Regions from separate parts of the Macaca mulatta genome. Here region 2 is linked to region 1. The links are chromatin contacts, called in public Hi-C maps. All regions are on one chromosome and are shown on one strand. Each heading gives the region's core, a stretch centred on a gene start, on an enhancer-like site or on the middle of the called end of the contact. The rest is flanking DNA. Distances are from core to core; before and after follow the strand shown.

What was found. Hi-C and Micro-C count contacts between places; a contact is called where the count stands out from the background.
Region 2: a contact with region 1 is called in a Hi-C map of liver, with 1.6 times the contacts expected there. The contact joins the promoter of LOC100424132 here to the promoter of NIPA2 in region 1.

The regions. Positions count from the first base shown.
Region 1 is chr7:1,538,746-1,541,445 of T2T-MMU8v2.0, forward strand. It overlaps NIPA2 (NIPA magnesium transporter 2), which reads right to left and starts at 1,282. Exons shown (of 6, transcript NM_001194886.2): 1 at 996-1,282.
Region 2 is chr7:1,594,702-1,597,401 of T2T-MMU8v2.0, forward strand. LOC100424132 (E3 ubiquitin-protein ligase HERC2) reads left to right here and starts at 1,321. Exons shown (of 7, transcript XM_077938922.1): 1 at 1,321-1,535; 2 at 2,465-2,566. The region is part of intron 1 of NIPA1 (NIPA magnesium transporter 1); the gene reads right to left.

The DNA of each region.
Region 1 (2,700 bases), core at 32-2,531:
ACATTAAATACATAAGCTAGATTTAATTTTTTCCAACCTCTCGCTTGGTTAACAATTTTTTAAAGGAGTACTGTACTTATAAATATTACAGAACCTAAATCTCCAACCCTAACTAGGCAACAATATTAGTTATAAATTACAATTTTAACTTACATGTAATTTTAATATGGTCTCTCTTATGAAAAAAAGGCTCGGAGAGGTTAGAGATGACTTATTCACTCTCATTTCCTCGTAAATACCACCCTTTATTCTCATTTAAAGTCTCAAACCCTGGCCGAGTAGCTCCAGCCTAGAAAGAAGAAAACACAGAAGCAGGCAAAAGACTAAAGTTACTGAGTACGTTTTAAAATTTCGTTACTAGCCTTCATACTCATTTTGTTAACCAATCAACATAAAACCTACTCAACCGAGCATAACTACTGCTTCGACAGGCAGCTTACTGAATGGACACGCTAGACTCTGATTACTTCCTCTTACTAAAAAAAGTATTAACCGGGCACATGGCTATACACAGGATTTCCAGAAACAGAACTTAACATGCAGTCCTGTACAGGAACTGACAACCTAGAAAAGAAACTAAGGAGACACAAACACAAAACTAAACACACAGTTTTGCGCAGGTGTATAGAGAGGGAAATAGGATTCCGTGATTTTACAAAAGGAAATTTAAAAAGCCAGGCTCAAAACGTTACAGCGGACTTCTTAGGCTTAACCGTCAGTTATGATCCCCGCAGCAGCTGAAGCCACCTTCTAAAACTCACCAAGACAAACGAAACTGTTTTAACAAACTTAATGAACATGCGTCCCCCACACGGCCAAAGAGCCAGGCTTCCGTGGGACTGAACCGCAACCCGATTCACGGTGGGTTTCCTCACTGAGGATTACCAGAAAAACCGCTTCCAACTCGGAACACCCGGAAAGGAAAGTTGCCCGGAGAACCCTTCTCCGACACAAGACGGGCGGGTTCGCCCGCAAGTCAGCCCCTTGGCGCCCGCCTGAAAGGAAGGAGTGGCGACCTCACCCTAGCCGGCAGGCCGGCCGCGCGGCTTCCCCTCAGCGGCGCTGCCCGGGGCACCGCGGCTCACACCCCCACACAGGCCGCCCAGTCCTGCGCTCGCACGGCCACCGCCTTCGTCGCCGTCCAGTGGGAGGTGCGAGCATTCGGGGCTGAAGCCGTGCGCACCGCCTCCTCCATGTAGAAGAGCGAGGAAAATCTGCCAAGGACAACCTCCGGCCCCGCCGTCACCACCGCTGCCGGGACCCAGGGCCGGCGCCGGAAAACATAGGCGCGGCTAAATGACGCAAGAGACCGCGCGCGCACGCGCAGTGCCGCGCGACAGACACCCCGCCCCCGGTGCTCTCTCCCGCCGCGTTCCGCTTCCTTTACAAGGCCCGGGTCCGCTGAGCGCGGAGGGCGGGGCGCGTAGCGTGCAGGGGCGGGGACGGCGGCGAGGGACGAGGCTGAAAGGGTAGTAAGCGGTAAAGTATTCTGCTAGGTGCCATTGGCCGATCAGGAGTTCAAAATCAAAGTCCGGCGTGGCGCTTATTTAAAACGCGGATTCTGGGCCAGGTGCGGTGGCTCACGCCTGTAATCCCAGCACTTTGGGAGGCCGAGTTGGGTGGTTCGCGAGGTCAGGAGTTTGAAACCGGCCTGACCAACATGGTGAAACCCTGTCTCCACTGGCCGGGCGCGGTGGCTCAAGCCTGTAATCCCAGCACTTTGGGAGGCCGAGACGGGCGGATCACGAGGTCAGGAGATCGAGACCAACCTGGCTAACACGGTGAAACCCTGTCTCTACTAAAAAATACAAAAAATTAGCCGGGCGTGGTGGCGGGCGCCTGTAGTCCCAGTCACTTAGGAGGCTGAGGCAGGAGAATGGCGTAAACCCGGGAGGCAGAGGTTGCAGTGAGCTGAGATCCGGCCACTGCACTCCAGCCCGGGCAACAGAGCAAGACTCCGTCTCAAAAAAAAAAAAAAAAAAAAAAAAACGAAAATTAGCTGGCCGTGGTGGCGGCGCCTGTAATCCCAGCTACTCCAGGGGCTGAGGCAGGAGAATCGCTTGAACCCGGGAGGCGGAGGTTGCAGTGAGCCGAGATCACGCCACTGCACTCCAGTCTGGGAGACAGAGCGAGGCTCCGTCTCAAAAATAAATAAATAAAAGAAAATGAGGGTTCCCAGGCACAGTCACAGTGTGAAGCTGCATTTAATTGGTGTTCCCGGGCGATGCCATAGGGGAACGGTGCTCCAAAGAGGGCAAGAGGTGGGGAAAGGGTGGATCCAAAGCTGGGGGCGGGACGGGGCGGGGCCCAAATAGCAGCGGTACTTCGACCGCCCGTGGGCGCTTCCTTACTGACCGGATCCCGGAATAGATGCCAGGTTGAGGTTTGGTGAAAGCCTGCCTGGAGACACTGATAGCAGATTGATTGATTGATTGATTGATTTTGAGACGTAGTCTCGCTTCGTCGCCAGACTGGAGTGCAGTGGCACGATCTTGGCTCACTGCAACCTCCGCCACCCCTGGCCAATTTTCGCATTTTTAGTAGACACGGGATTTCACCATGGTTGGTCAGGATGGTCTCGATCTCTTGACCTCGTGATCCACCCGCCTCAGCCTCCCAAAGTGGAGATTTATTTTTCATGAGACGCATAGGAAACCAACTGTTAGGCTATCTTGCCTTGGCTCCTCCTTGAAAGGAGAA
Region 2 (2,700 bases), core at 71-2,570, 56 kb after region 1:
CCCAACCAGGAGACAGAGCACAGCCTGGCCAGGGAGCAGTACCTGCTACTGCGCTTGCTGTGAGCCAGCCACTCTGCCCTCTTTCAGGAATTACAGAATCCACAGGTACCCGGCATCGTTATTTATTTATTTATTCATTTATGCGGCATGGTTTTCCTCAGCTCTGTCGGATGGGTCTCTGTGAAGGGAGCTGGGTGGGGGCGAGTGGCCCCTCCCTGGAGGAGGCTGCCCCCTGGTCAGGATCTTTGGGGCTTCAGGTTTCATGAGTTAGGGCCAGTCTCCCTAGAGAAACCCTTCTTGGCTAGGGCTGGGGAGCCCACCAGAGTGACCCAATCAGTTCTCAGGGCCTGTGGTGGAGCCAAGTGGTTTCAAGAAGGCCATGTTCAGCTCCATCCTAAAGAGCACTCATGCAAGTTGGGGAGGAGGACGAGGGGTGCACAGCTCTGAGCTGAGTCAGACCCACCTGAGGACTGAGCCCAGCAGGAGGAGGCCGAGTCACTAACCATAAAAGGAGCAGATGCCTCCCCCGTGCTGGTTGAGATGAGTCTTGGGCATCAACTCTAATAATTTCTAATTATACCCAGAAATACTGATTCACACAGCAACTAGTGAATAATAGCCTTTTAGAGCTAAAAAAGCCTTGTATGATTTATTGTAAGTTGACATATGCATTTTACACAAACTAGAGGCACCGTGGTAGGCCAGCGGCAGCCTGTTCAGGGGCCACAGTAAGGAGATTGGATTTCCTTAAGTGCAATGGGAGTTACTGGCTAGGCTTTATGGTTTTAGCCACAGGAAAGATGAATGTATTTCAGAGTAATATGGTGGATTCAAAATGAGGTTTAGAACTAGATCGATAATTTTTTTTTTTTTTTAAGACGGAGTCTCACTCTATCGCCCAGGCTGGAGTGCAGTGGCGCTATCTCGGCTCACTGCAACCTCTGCCGCCCGGGTTCAAGCGATTCTCCTACCTCAGCCTCCGGAGTAGCTGGGATTACAGGTGTGCGCCACCACGCCCGGCTAATTTTTGTATTTTTGGTAGAGATGGTATTTCACCATGTTGGCCAGCCTGGTCTCGAACGCCTGACCTCAGGTGATCCGCCCGCATTGGCCTCTCAAAGTGCTGGGACTACAAGCACGAACCAGGATGCCGGACCCAGCCTTTTTTAAAATGACGGTTTCGGCAGGCGGTGGCTCACAGCGCGGGTGCCGGATGCGGTGCCCACCGCACTCTCGCGGGAGAACGCGCGTGCGTGCGTGCGGCGGAAGCCCCGCCTTCCGGAGCCTGCGGTTGGCCCCGCCCGCAGCCCGTGAACTCCGAGTAGGAAGACAAACCGGATTGCCGGAAGCGAGAGAGTCCGGACAAGCGGCGAAGGGCTCCTGTTCCCAGTCGGCTGCGCCCGCGGAGCCGCCTCGTTGCCGCTGGCCGTAAGCGGGGGCGGCAGTCCCATCGGCCAGCGCCTCGGGCTGCGAGTGGCGCCGGGATCGGGGGCGTCGGCTCAGCAAGCGGCTGGCGTCCGCGCCCTGCGCGTCAGGTCCTGGCCTGGGGCACCGGGGCGGCAGGCGGCGGGGGCGGTGCAGGCGGGGATTTGGCGGGCGGCCGAGCCCGGAAGGCGGGCCTGGAGCGGCGGCAGCACCGGGGCCGGCCTGAGGGACCTCCCTAGGCGCAACCTCGGGCCTCTCTCCATCTCTAAGTGGTGGTGGCTGTGGGCGTTTCTGCAGGCGATCCTTTTGAGTATTTGTTTCACGCACGCGCCCTGCTGTGGGGTAAAGCGGCAGATTCACGCTGCTGTCATGTGTCATCAAAACGATGGGCTTGCCCGGCGCTGTGACTCAGGCCTGTAATCCCAGCACTTTAGGAGGCGGAGGCGGGCGGATCACGAGTTCAGGAGATCAGTGTCATCCTGGCTAACACGGTGAAACCCCGTCTCTACTAAAAATACGAAAAAAAAAAAAAAAACTAGCCGGGCGTGGTGGCGGCGCCTGTAGTCCCAGCTACTCTGGAGGCTGAGGCAGGAGAATGGCGTGAACCCGGGAGGCGGACCTTGCAGTGAGCTGAGATCCGGCCACTGCACTCCAGCCTGGGCGACAGAGCGAGACTCCGTCTCAAAAAAAAAAAAAAAAAGTAAAAACGATGGGCTTCCTGTCGGGTGTGTGTGCCTTTTGGATTTGAGGGCAGGGGGATGACATTGTGACTTGGCCTCCTCTGACCGTCCATTTTCAAGATCTCGCCAGTGTGGTGCAGAAACTCGGCACACCCTGCCTACCTTGGAAGGAGGCTTTCCCTTCCCCACCTCCCTCCCCTCCATCTCTTCCCTCTTTCCCTCTCTCCCCTTCACTCCCCTCCCCCAGCTCTTCTCTTCCCCCTTTCTGTTCTCTTTTTTTTTCTGCGTTAAACCTTTCGGGAGTGTCTTTGTAAACTATTAAAAAGAGTTAGGTCTTCAACATGTATGTTTACTTGCAGGCCTGAGAACTGGAGGAAACTGGAGAAAAGATGCCCTCTGACTCTTTCTGTTTGGCTGCCCAGGCTCGCCTTGACTCCAAATGGTTGAAAACAGATATACAGGTGGGGTTTGACATGTCTTTTTCTTAGTGTGTTTCTGCTTCCATGTTTAAATTTCTCGTGTAAGGCTTTTTTTAGGGTATGTAAAGGGAAGTCAGTTGTATCTTGCTATATTAGAAAAGTAGGTTTATTTCCTG